2 separate regions of the Salvelinus alpinus genome follow, and region 1 is linked to region 2. A link is a contact called in public Hi-C data. All regions are on one chromosome and are shown on one strand. Each heading gives the region's core, a stretch centred on a gene start, on an enhancer-like site or on the middle of the called end of the contact. The rest is flanking DNA. Distances are from core to core; before and after follow the strand shown.

What was found. Hi-C and Micro-C count contacts between places; a contact is called where the count stands out from the background.
Region 1: a contact with region 2 is called in a Hi-C map of liver, with 17 times the contacts expected there. The contact joins the promoter of LOC139556003 here to the promoter of adamts6 in region 2. A contact is called at or near these places in 3 of 3 Hi-C or Micro-C datasets (liver, muscle and red muscle).

What each region holds. Positions count from the first base shown.
Region 1 is chr1:104,205,831-104,213,014 of SLU_Salpinus.1, reverse strand. It overlaps LOC139556003 (spliceosome-associated protein CWC27 homolog), which reads left to right and starts at 2,996. Exons shown (of 6, transcript XM_071369662.1): 1 at 2,996-3,163; 2 at 3,700-3,783; 3 at 3,970-4,113; 4 at 4,259-4,357. The coding sequence starts at 3,122. LOC139556163 (protein SREK1IP1-like) reads right to left here and starts at 2,733. Exons shown (of 5, transcript XM_071369872.1): 1 at 2,411-2,733; 2 at 1,963-2,007; 3 at 568-726; 4 at 65-137. The coding sequence starts at 2,423.
Region 2 is chr1:103,972,516-103,978,847 of SLU_Salpinus.1, reverse strand. It overlaps adamts6 (ADAM metallopeptidase with thrombospondin type 1 motif, 6), which reads right to left and starts at 3,366. Exons shown (of 25, transcript XM_071338998.1): 1 at 2,888-3,366; 2 at 511-1,022. The coding sequence starts at 613.

The DNA.
Region 1 (7,184 bases), core at 1,747-4,246, 230 kb before region 2:
CACCACTGAGACTAGGCATAATTATTTCTCATAGATACTGGAATTAGAAGACAATGTGATGTACCTCTTCCTTTCAGACTTTCTGTCTTTACTTTTCCTCCTCTTGTGTTTAATTTTCCTGGCGTCCTCCTGGGAACCTACAGCAATCAGGAGAAATACACAAAACCATTCAGACAACAAAAAACACTTGAATAAAAGTGAGCGCAACACAGGTGATGAAGACTAGGTCATATAACTGTGTATGTTATAACAGTGTAATACAGCAGTGCTAAGTCTGTTATAACATAACTATTGTTCTGTTATTTGTGGAACAAGCGTCAAAATGTTCTTAAATGTGATGTTTTGGTGCCTCGAAGACAATTCAGAAATCTGATTGAGGACCTTATTACTGATGAATGTGTTTGTTTTTTATGGCCATGTTTTTCTTCCTGCTTGCATTTTGATGCATGTATTTTCTGTAATTCAGGGCTCATCTGCAAAAGAGACCGTGGTCTCAGTACGACTCCCTGAGAAAATAAAGGTTAAATTAAAATTAAATAAAAAAATTGTCTGTTGTACTGTATTGACTTTTTGAGTCTTTTCCTCCCCGGCCCAGCTTGTCGTTAGGCAGATCCTCCTGCTCGTCCTCCGTACTCTCGTCGCTGCTTGTACTGCTCACGTCCAGGACAATGTCTTTCCGGGGGTCCACACGCACAAAGTTACGGCACTCGAACGTCAGGTGGCCCGCTGATGAAATGACAAGGGTACAGAAGAGAGTAATGAAGGGATGTACTTTAGAGAGCAGCTTTATCTAGCACAGTATGATTATGACATACAACATCTCCACTTCGCTGATCCTCAACACTGGGGCCCCACAAGGGTGCATGCTCAGCCCCCGCCTGTACTCCCTGTTCACCCATGACTGCGTGGCCATGCACGCCTCCAACTCAATCATCAAGTTTGCAGACAACAACAGTAGTGGGCTTGATTACCAACAACGACGAGACAGCCTACAGGGAGGAGGTGAGGGCACTCGGAGTGTGGTGTCAGGAAAATAACCTCTCACTCAACGTCAACAGAACAAAGGAGATGATCGTGGACTTCAGGAAACAGCAGAGGGAGCACCCCCCTATCCACATCGACGAGACAGCAGTGGAGAAGGTGGAAAGTTTGCCGTACACATCACAGACAAACTGAAATGGTCCACCCACACAGATAGTGTGGTGAAGGCGCAACAGCGCCTCTTCAACCCCAGGAGGCTGAAGAAATTTGGCTTGTCACATAAAACCCTCAAACTTTTACAGATGCACAATTGAGAGCATCCTGTTGAGCTGTATCACCGCCTGGTACGGCAACTGCACCACCCACAACAGCAATGCTCTCCAGAGGGTGGTGCGGTCTGCACAACGCACAACGCATCACCGGGGGCAAACTACCTGCCCTCCTGGACACCAAAACAGCTTCTATCTCAAGGCCATCAGACTGTTAAACAGCCATCACTAACACAGAAAGGCTGCTGCCTACATACAGACTTGAAATCATTGGCCACTTTAATAAATAGATCACTAGTCACTTTAATTATGCCACTTTAATAATGTTTACATATATTGCATTACTCATCTCATATGTATATACTGTATTTTATACCATCTATTGCATCTTGCCTATGCCGCTCGGTCATTGCTCATCCATAAATATATATGTATATATTCTTATTCCATCCCTTTACTTAGATTTGTGTGTATTAGGTAGTTGTTGTGGAATTGTTAGATTACATGTTAGATCTTACTGCATTGTCGGAACTAGAACACAAGCATTTCGCTACACTCGCATTAACATCTGCTAACCATGTGTATGTGACCAATAAAATGTGATTTGACACACTCAGGGGTCAGGGGACAGCAAAGAACATGCTGTAACTGTATTCACAAGGCTTGAATATGTAGAGTTAGAGACATGATATAAGCAATAAAGATTACTTACGATAACCACATTTCTTACACCCAGCTCTGATGTCCTTATTGGGACCTGCAAATTAAGTGAGAAATCAAATAATTTAGAAATGTCACAACTTCTTGCTTTGTTGATGTGTAGCAAAAACGTAGGCCTTGTAACGTTATATTCCACGCCTAAAATAATTGGATTCCTTCTATGATTCACATTGAGACTAGCTATAACATAACACAATTATTATCAAATTAATAGGGAAGCTAAACTACCATACACAAACTATTGTCGAAATAACTTTAGCTAGCTATCTAAACATTGAGCACAATCATGCTAGCTAATCAGAGGTGCAAGGTTAGCTAAACTAGCAGTACATAAATTCCATTAAAAAAACGCAAGGATTCGATAGTTAGGCTATAGCTAGCTAACTCCAATTGCCATTATAATATGACATCTGATTCGTTTTAAGTTGGATCAAACATACCTGATGCAGCCATTATCACACTTTATAGACAAAAACCTTGTTGCGTTCATAAATTTCAAACCACAAAGTTCCCAGTGGGTCCTCTACAAAATAGCTCCGGTAGGAAATATCAACTGGTTAGTTCCCTGTACCGTCTTTGGTAAAACCGCATTTTGAGCGGATTTCACTCACTACTTGAGAAATAATTCTAATTTACTAGTACTTGTGACTCTCTTCTTTTTCATACATCTTTCATAATAAGTGTTTTCTTGATATAAATGTGCAAGCCTCCTTCAAGCTAACTTATGTTCTGTGCGATGTTTTAGTGGGATTGTTTACAATGTAACACACGGACCAAATTTTAGAGATGAATATGAAAATAATGATCTATATTTTAACAGAGTTGTGTAATTACGTAATTTTCCTACAAATATGTAATAATAGTTTGTTACTATTTGAAAAATATCACCCTCGAACTAATATTAGGGGAAAAAAGCTTCCAAGCATTGACTTGGCAAATACCCTTCATCGCCCATTGATTCGAGGTAAATAAAGCACCCATGTTTAAACAACATGGCGGTTGACAGTAATCTGGGTTAGCAAGAAATGTAGACATTAATCTCTACATTTTTGCAAACCACTTAGTGCTGATTTCTAAATTAGCTATCTATTCTACTGCTGAAAAAACAACGGATTTCCGGTTTCTAGTTGTTCGTTAATATCAACGACAGAATGAGCAACATCTACATTCAAGAGCCTCCATCAAATGGAAAGGTGAGCGCGAGCATTTGTTCCCCTGACGATCCTTATTAATATCTGACTGTCACTACAATGGTTTGCATGATAAACTATGATTATACAGAACATATTATCTTTGTCTAGAAACCCGACATTGAATTGCATTGAAGTCTACGTGGGGCAGAAATGAGCGTTTGTATCAGGAAAGTTTACTCTTACGACCTCTACAAGCCAGATTGTTAAATACCCGTTGTCCCTGCGGTTCAGCCTTTTGGCGGTAGGGATGTGAGACAATATATCAAAGGAAGGTATAATTACATCAAATGTTCAAAGCGCTGGTAGTACGTTCAGATTTCTATCACCTGAATTATATGCACAATATAAAATGCACGAGATGCATGCGCACTTGCCTAGCTCGTGCACCTGTTTTACATGATTCTGCTAGAAATCTGAACCAGCACTTTGAAAAGTTGATATAATTATACTTTCCTGTGATATATTGTCTAATATCCCTACCAAAAGGACCAATTGTATGGACAACAGGTAAAGTAAGTTCAAATATCATTCCATAGAGTGGTGCCAGAGTTCATTGTCCAAGGAGGAGATCCCACAGGCACCTGGACGGTGGAGAGTCCATCTATGGACTGCAGTTCAAGGTTAACTTTCACTGTCTCCATCACCTCATTATCTCGGATCATGTTCAATCCCCCCAAAAGATAGACTAGACATAAATGGAACTCTTCTACTTGGAACCTTTGCCAACTCACCAATAATACTGCTACTAATGATGAAACAGTGGGGCTGATTCTTGTTTTTCTGTTGGTTCTGTCCCACGTTCTCAGGATGAGTTCCACTCCAGACTGCACTTCAACAGACGAGGCCTGGTTGCCATGGCCAACGCAGGGCCCCATGACAACGGCAGCCAGTTCTTCTTCACCCTTGGCCGGGCAGATGAGCTCAACAACAAACACACCATCTTTGGAAAGGTAAAACGCCAAAAGAAGATCCATGCATGAGGTAAATCTTTTAGTATGCAGCATTTGTAATCTGAGCCAACTCAGTTGTAATTGCAGCAAACAGATTCTAGAAGCCATCTTTTCCTGTAAATTAATCTTCCTTTCCTCAATGCAGGTGACAGGTGATACAATGTACAACATGCTCAGGTTAGCAGAAATGGAATGTGATCCGGAGGAAAGACCTTTAAATCCACACAAGTTACAAACCACTGAGGTATGGGTTGGGTTTACATCACACAATAGTATTTTAGCACTTTGACCATTCATTTGTTTCAATTTCAATTCCGGGAATGTTTTCTCACATGTTACGCTATAATAGCATTGTTTACGTTACTTGTTCATCAGTGTTCAGAGTTTATGACACTTTTTCTTCAAGGCCCAATGCAGCTGTTTTAATATTATTATATAATAATTTCTGGATAACAGTTAAGTACCTTACTAGCTAGGTTTCCATCCAATTGTTGACAGATTTTTATGCATAAAAACAATATTTTCCCACCAGAGATGTGTTTCTGTCAAATTTACTTGTTGCAGATAAAAGCCTGTGCGTGATGATGTAGTGCACATAAAAATACCTATTGCGGTTAAATTTCCATTTACCCGAGGATTTTTTTTTTTCAACTCTACTGATGGGTTTTATCAAAATATGCTGTGTTATATAGTGAGTATGCCCACTCTGGTATTGGCATGTGCACTCTAGCCAACAGCTCACAATACTCTACCTGTAAGCATGCATGAGATTATTATGGACAAAGGAGCAAGATTATTTTTATTGGTCAAACGGCAGCCAAGCATCGATGTCATGTCACCAGCATAAAACCCTCAATATTTATTGGAAAGGAGCATCAAGCTCATCACCTTGCACTTTCACCACCCTGTGAAGTTCATAACTGACTTAATCTGTAGCCTAATAAACTGCAGGCTTTCCTGAGTCGTGGTGGGAGGACAACACATGTCATTGCGTGACTCCAAGTTTACTTCGATATAATGGTTATTATATCAATATTTGTGCATAAAAGTGTTTGAACCGACATTTCTCACATATTAATTTCACAGACGCAAAAAGATCCCACCTTGTTTATCGTGTTTTGTCAACATTTGGAAAGTTTACCGAAACTTTTTCTGTTTCTATTAGGCCTGTCGTAAAAAATAAAATTATTCGACATGTACTTTATTTAAAAAAAAAAATGTTTAGTCCCTTCACCACCCTCTTCTGAGGACAAATTTCTTTTAGCTTTTTCTCGACATGCAATTTGCTCGTATAAAAAGGTTGTATGGAAACCTTGTTTGTGTAATAGATTTCCATTAAAATGGGCAAAAATAGTTTTTTAGCAAATAACTATTTCTCAGGCAAAAAATTTGCTAGAACTGTCAGAGTTTTCTGTGGGAAAAGGAAAATGGAAAACTAGCTGTCATGGGCAAAAGTTTTGAACTTTTTGTTATTGGTCAGCAACTCAGGAAATAACACTGATCACATTTTTTCACAGTTTTCCAGTGTTAGTTTCATCAGCTCTTATATGATATAAAAACACTGAATTTTGAGTGCATTGGGCCTTTAACCGCTACATTTCTTATAAGAGAGTTGACTAGGTGTCCAACAAGTGGTGCTATTGTACAAGAGAAAGTGATGTCAAATCAGTGGTACTAGGCAGTTGTAATTCTATAGACTAGCCAGGCAGAGGTGCTGTTGTACTGCGTAGACCTATGGCGTAGACAAGGGAGCCCAGTCTGACAGGTTGGTTCAGTTCACAAGGAAATCAGCGATGAAAGACAGATTATTTCATTTGATCTTTTCTAACAAAAATAGGTGTCCTTCAAAGCAATCTTATGATAAACGTTATGATGCAGTATTACTGAACACACAGAAGTAGATTGAATAGAACTAATAATAGACTTGAATGGGGAAGCCTGTTCTAATCATTCTATGACTGAAAATACCAGAGGTCCTCTTCATAGAAATACAACAGTGTGGTTCAGCAGCTTTGCAGTAATGGCATTGGGCATCATTAATCCGATGGACAGGCTGTACTGTAGGCTGCATGCCGACACTGATAACTCAACAATGACTCCTCACTCTCCACATTTAACATTTTTGTCATTAAGCAGATGCTCTTATGCAGAGCGACTCAGGGCTCAGACACTCCATTAGCGTTTGCTGGCTGAGAGTACTGAGCACCTCTGAACAGAGTGCGTCTGTTATTTTGCCAACCGAGTGCCCACCGATTTTTAAATCGAGAATCTGTGAAACATGTCGGCTGTAAGACGTCTACAGCGGGTGATCCCTAAAACACTGTGCTGAACGATCGTCTACAGCGGGTGATCCCTAAAACACTGTGCTGAACGATCATCTACAGCGGGTGATCCCTAAAACACTGTGCTGAACGATCGTCTACAGCGGGTGATCCCTAAAACACTGTGCTGAACGATCGTCTACAGCGGGTGATCCCTAAAACACTGTGCTGAACGATCGTCTACAGCGGGTGATCCCTAAAACACTGTGCTGAACTATCGTCTACAGCGGGTGATCCCTAAAACACTGTGCTGAAGGATCGTCTACAGCGGGTGATCCCTAAAACACTGTGCTGTACGATCGGCAGACAATTTCTAGATCCACATTTGGTGCGATGTGTGCGAGCCTTTACAGTTAGCTACACTACTGTAGCTAAGTCCAAGATAATTACAATGACAAACACCATATCTGATTGATTGAACACTATCTGTTGTAAAAGTACACACTAACATTTTAAAGACAGTGACTTTTTGGTGACCTTGAATGAATAAATGAATCAGAGGGTTGGCGGTACTGATGCTAGGGTGTTGATGAGGACTAGTGACACCCTGTCAGCCAAGCAGAACCCCCACCTCCCCCGCTGCTGCTGCTAACACACACACACCTTGGGCCACTGGCCCCACATCAATGAACCCGGCCTGTCCACTGCAGCCAGTTCCTGCTAGGTGAAAGAGAAATGCTGGCACCCACACTACATGACTTACCCTGCTGTAGTGGAGAGGACGGGGGGACCCCGAAAGGGAGCACGAGA
Region 2 (6,332 bases), core at 2,117-4,616:
CAGATGTCTCACTGACTGACTGACCACTGACCATGTGCAGCAACCATACCTACACCTGCCTCACTGCTTAGAGAAATCACTTTCTCTGAAGGAGAGCATTTCTAGTACCTAGGGAGATGTGCACAAACCCCTTTTATGCATTCTATCACGAATAGTGCCCTCTAGTGGCCACATGGGTGGAATGTTATTCATATTTTTCATAATTTCATAATTAATCAAGGTTATAAAAAATAAAAATAAAACTGGTATTTCTATGTCAAACAGTTTTGGTATATTTCAGTCTTCTGTGATGTATATGAAGTGTAATATTGGGATGCAAACTCAAAATGGAATACATTTCTACTCTATATCTAACATGGTACAGGTGTCCTCTTTTTTAATCCCATAACCATTTGTTTGAGGTGTATCCTTTTGTTTCAAAGTAGATCTATCTAAGACGACCATGAATCACTGTGTGAATATGATTTAGCCCACTGCAGTACAAGGTTATTAAGCAATGCGCAATCCTACCTTGTGAGTTGTGCGAAAGTCTTTGAAATTCAGAGGAAGCCATGACCACCACCAGGCTCAATATCAATATCCAAGTCAGCGTCTTCCACAAAATGTCCATCATTTAGAGAAAGGTCTGACATGGGGTTGGGGGGAGGAGGGTTGAGGGGGGTGGTGGTGCTACTGATGGGCTAGGAACACACTTCAGTCCGGCGTGCCTGGCACCATAACAAGCCCATGGTTTTAGGTCCTCTGTGTGGGAAATGTTATCACTACTTCTCCTTCTCTTCTCGTCTCATCCAGGTCTCACACAGAGAATGTCTCAGAGACACTCAGCTTCCTCCTGAGGGCAACTGACACTTCCAGACCTCACTGGTGTTTCCCTCTGAGCTCATGTCAGCCACTAATCATGGGTGGTGGTGATGCTAGAATCCAGCAGTAGATCAGTCAGTCTCTTCAAACACATCCCATGCAGCAGATCTATAGATCTAGATCTATATTGGAAGCTTGTCTTGACCAATCCATCTGCATACCTGTGAATACATCATTTCATAGGTAAATAAGCATACCTGCTACAAAACAACTGATAAACCAGTACTGATAAACCAGCCTGATAAACCAGCCTGCTAAACCAGCCTGCTAAACCAGCCTTCTAAACCAGTACTGCTAAACCAGTACTGATAAACCAGCCTGCTAAACCAGTACTGATAAACCAGCCTGCTAAACCAGTACTGATAAACCAGTACTGCTAAACCAGCCTGCTAAACCAGTACTGCTAAACCAGCCTGTCATCTCTATCCCAGCCTGATAAACCCGAGGTGTGTGTTTAAGGATGTTTATGACACCATACCATCTCCACAGCCTAAGGAGAAGTCAGCCTCTCAGACGTTCAACAGCAAGTCAACAACAACAACAACCCATTGATCAAGTACAAAAGCAGCGTGTGCTGATGTCCGCCAGCCTCCTCAGTCAACACAGCACCTGTCTCTATAACAGGTTGTGTCATCTCTATCCCACTGATTCTCTCTGCAGCCAGGAGCAAATCAACAGATCAATGTTGGTCTCAGCAAGCCCTCTGAGTGTGTGTGTGTGTGTGTGCTTGTGTGGTGTGTGTGTGTGTGTGTGTGTGTGTGTGTGTGTGTGTGTGTGTGTGTGTGTGTGTGTGTGTGTGTGTGTGTGTGTGTGTGTGTGTGTGTGTGTGTGTGTGTGTGTGTGTGTGTGTGTGTGTGCACGCGCAAATAACTCAGAAGTAAAGGTGTAATAATCAGGTAATAACCATGTAATAACGCACACATTCATACATTAACCTATCAAGCAATTGATCAATCAATCAATAAAAACATTTATATTTCAAATCACTTACCGGATATTCTTCAAGAGAAGGTCACTCACTCACACAGCTCATATATATTGCATGCCATACTGTTAGAACCAAGCGCAGGCGAGGTTCCAAGTTTAGGTCCTAGTGAAAATGACGCGTAAATTCCACCAATCACCTCTGATCTATCAGATGCGCGTAAAACCAGTACGGGTGGGTATCTGTCTGTGGATAGGATCCATAGTGTTGGAAGCGGCGTGTTGTATCTTCTCTAAAGGCTATATAACCAACATAGCTGCACATATCCAGACAGCAGCCTAAATCTACTTGGCCACTCCGTCTGACCCAGACAGTTGGCACTCGGCCCGAATACATCAGACTACAACGACCGACCAAACGACCAACCGATCGCTCAAATAAAAACAAGTGACTTTACACTGCTTCTGTTAATCTAGGAGGCTATGTAATTCAACTACAACTGGAATATAATACAAACAGTCCAGCGCTGTTCTTATTTTAGGGATTTCGAAAAGAGTTTGAAAATGCCGGGAATCATTATTGTTAGTAGCCTAGGCACTCTATCTCGGCAAGTAATTTGGGTTTGTTTGACTTTGCCGACACAGACAGACACGCAGACTGTTCTAACAGATGTGGATCTGTTTTAGTGAGTTACAAATGTAACAGTGCAAGATAAAGTAGCCTGGGCTATGCCAAGTGCTCATAGGCATCAAACCAGTGTTAAAAGTTACACTGTTCTATAAAAATGATGGAATAAATAGTGGATGCAAGTTTGCAACTTTAACCAACATTTAGGCTACTCACCAAACACTGTGTCAGGAATTGTAAGTGCCTATAGGGTATACTTTTTCACCTTTGATCTATTTCCCGTTTTGCTAAAATCACAAAAGAGATTTTCCAAAATATGTAGTCCACAATGTGAAAGATAAGTCATTGTATTTTCTGTTATTTTCTAAAGATGGATAGCCTACAGGTTTTAAAGAAGAGGGATCTGCGTTGGCTCCGTTAAACGTGCATGAGTTGTGTCTATGGAGTGCTGATAGACTACAAGCAGATAGTTACCGTCTTCATTTTCATTGGCAGCGGCAAAACCCAACTGTAGAGAGTAGAGTACAGATTGCAGACAATAGACTTCGTCTGCACTGAGTTCCGTGGTAGCCAGATCACTTCTCTCCTCTGTGCATCTCTTCTCGGTTTATGCCATTCTCTTTTTCTTGGACTCTCATACCGCTACTGCAGTGGCTCGCTCCCCTTGAGAAAACAGAGGAGCACAGGCTAAGATACAACTCACTTTGCAGAAAATAGTCTATCCCCAAGAATAAGGATACCTAATTTATAGCCCAACTGTCCTTTTTAAAATAGACTTGGTGTGTTTGCTGAGTTGTTACTTTTGGATAACGCAGGTAGTACTCTGCTTAATAATAGCAACTAGTCTAGGTCTAGGACAGTGTATGCAACACAGCTAAATTGAGGTGAAGTATAGCTCCCTTTAATACAGTATACCCGGTCTGGAACCATAGCCAAGTTCCAAGCTGCTTCAAATTGGCAGCTTTTTCAGGCTGGGCGGTTCAGTTTACGTCATTGCAGATGTGCCTATTCTAACCATGTGTGCGCATGTTCCGATCTAATATCACGTGCAGGGGGAGGAGGATTGGGGGATAGAAATAGTGCGCAAGAACCGTCAGCGCAAAGTGTAGCATCATTTTTATTTTTATTTCACCTTTATTTAACTAGGCAAGTCAGTTAAGAACAAATTCTTATTTACAATGACGGCCTATCGGGGAACAGTGGGTTAACCGCCTTGTTCAGGGGCAGAACAAAATATTTTTACCTTGTAAGCTCGGGGATTCGATCCAGCGCCCTTTAGGTTACTGGCCCAACGCTCTAAACACTAGGCTATCTCTTCTGATGATTAAACACATAACTATTTGAAGGATTGTTGCGCCATCAAGTGTTCAAAAACTATATAGCAACTTTCACATTTCACAATTACCTGTCATCATTACCTCTATTAATAAATAATAATGAACTGTGTTTTTCTTCATCTCAGAAATGCATATTGTCCTCTTTATTTCGCCTATAGTTATTGCCTTATTCATTTGAGGCATTTGATGTGTTCTTAGTCTGGAGTTTCCTCATTGGGGATTTGATTGAATTCCAGCCTAATTCCAGGTCCTTAACCTGGTACTTACTCACCCTCATGCATATACAGTGCATTTGAAAAGTATTCAGACCCTTTCCCTTTTACCACATTTTGTTACGTTATGCCTTATTCTAAATATAAAATAATCCTCACCCATCTACACAGAATACCCCATAATGACAAAGTGAAAACATGTTCTTAGAAATGTTCACAAATGTGTAATAAAAAAATAACTGAAATTGTTTATTCACATAAGAATTCAGACCCTTTTCTATGAAACTCGAAATTGAGCTCAGATACATCCTGTTTCCATTGATCATCCTTGAGATGTTTCTACAACTTGATTGGAGTCCACCTGTGGTAAATTCAATTGATTGGACATGATTTTGAAAGGCACACACCTGTCTATATAAGGTCTCACAGTTGATAGTGCATTTCAGAGCAAAAACCAAGCCATGAGGTTGAAGGAATTGTCCATAAAACTCAGAGACAGGATTGTGTCTCGGCACAGATCTGGGGAAGGGTACCAAAACATTTCTGCAGCATTGAAGGTCCCCAAGAACACAGTGGCCTCCATCATTCTTAAATGGAAGAAGTTTGGAACCACCTAGACTCTTCCTAGAGCACTCGACCAATCAGACCTTTAGAGTGTTAGAGTGGCCAGATGGAAGCCACTCTTCAGTAAAAGGCACATGACAGCCCGCTTGGAGTTTGCCAAAAGGCACCTAAAGGACTCTCAGACCATGAGAAACAAGATTCTCTGGTCTGATGAAACTTTGAAAGTTTCTTCAAGTGCAATCGCAAAAACCATCAAGTGCTATGATGAAACTGTCTCTCATGAGGACCGCCACAGGAAAGGAAGACCCAGAGTTACCTCTGCTGCAGAGGATAAGTTCATTAGAGTTACCAGCCTCAGAAATTGCAGCCCAAATAAATGCTTCACAGAGTTCAAGTAACAGACACATCTCAACATCAACTGTTCAGTTCATGTTCACGCAGAATCAGGCCTTCATGGTCGAATTGCTGCAAAGAAACAACTAATAAAGGGCACCAATAAGAAGAAGAGACTTGCTAGGGCCAAGAAACACGAGCAATAGACATTAGACCGGTGGAAATCTGTCCTTTGGTCTGATGAGTCTAAATTCGATTTTTTTTGGTTCCAACCGCTGTGTCTTTGTGAGATGCAGAGTAGGTGAATGAATGATCTGCGCATGTGTGGTTCCCACCGTGAAGCCGGGAGGTATAGGTGCGATGGTATGGGGGTGCTTTGCTGGTGACACTGTCAGTGATTTATTTAGAATTCAAGGCACACTTAACTAGCATGGCTACCACAGCATTCTGCAGCCATATGCCATCCCATCTGGTTTGCGCTTAATGGGACTATCATTTGTGTTTCAACAGGACAATGACACAACACACCTCCAGGCTGTGTAAGGGCTATTTGATCAAGAAGGAGAGTTGGACCGCAGAGTGAAGGAAAAGCAGCCAACAAGTGCTCAGCATATGTGGGAACTCCTTCAAGACTGTTGGAAAAGCATTCCAGGTGAAGCTGGTTGAGAGAATGCCAAAAGTGTGCAAAGCTGTCATCAAGGCAAAGGGTGAAATGCCTGGAAATGCCCGGAAATTCCCTTGTCTGGAGCAAAGGATCCCATTTTCAAACTCTCCAAAAAATTGAAAATGTGAAAATTCTAAAAACTGGCAAAAATTGCTATTAACTGAAAAACTATTGGATGTAGTTTCTTGCAATAGCCCTTTGTGACTAGATAATATTGATCTCAAAACTTTGATTCCTGAAAGATTTGGTTTAGTCCATCAGATTTGTCTAAAATCCCAATTGAATCAGGAATGAGCAGGGTCAGCTATACCATAAAGACCCCTTCTTCCTGTCCTCATTACATGTAGTGCAACAAGACTCCTCATGGTCTGTATAGTTCTCTACTTTTGATAGATTTAAGCAAACAATATTGGAATCACCATGGTCACTAACATAAACTCCATCTGCCTGAGAGATTAAAATAGAATATGAATTTTGGTTTGAATATGTTACATTTAATTAGGTTTTAGAGTTATAAAGCATCTGTGGAAAAACAAAATTGCTACTGTGTATACCATTTGAATGAAGAAGAAAAATTACATAAACGCTGTCAGATTTTTGTCTAACATAAACTCCGTCAGAGTGCTGAAACATCTTATAGAATGGTTATGTTTTTATTGGGGATTTTCAAATAAATAATTTTCCATATTTTACAAATATGTGTATTGAACTTTTATTTTTAGAGGCAAAAAATATGTCTCTTTTAAGTATCTGTTGTCAACTCCGTCAGTGGCTCGTCAACTCCGTCACTGATGGCTAACTCCTTTAAG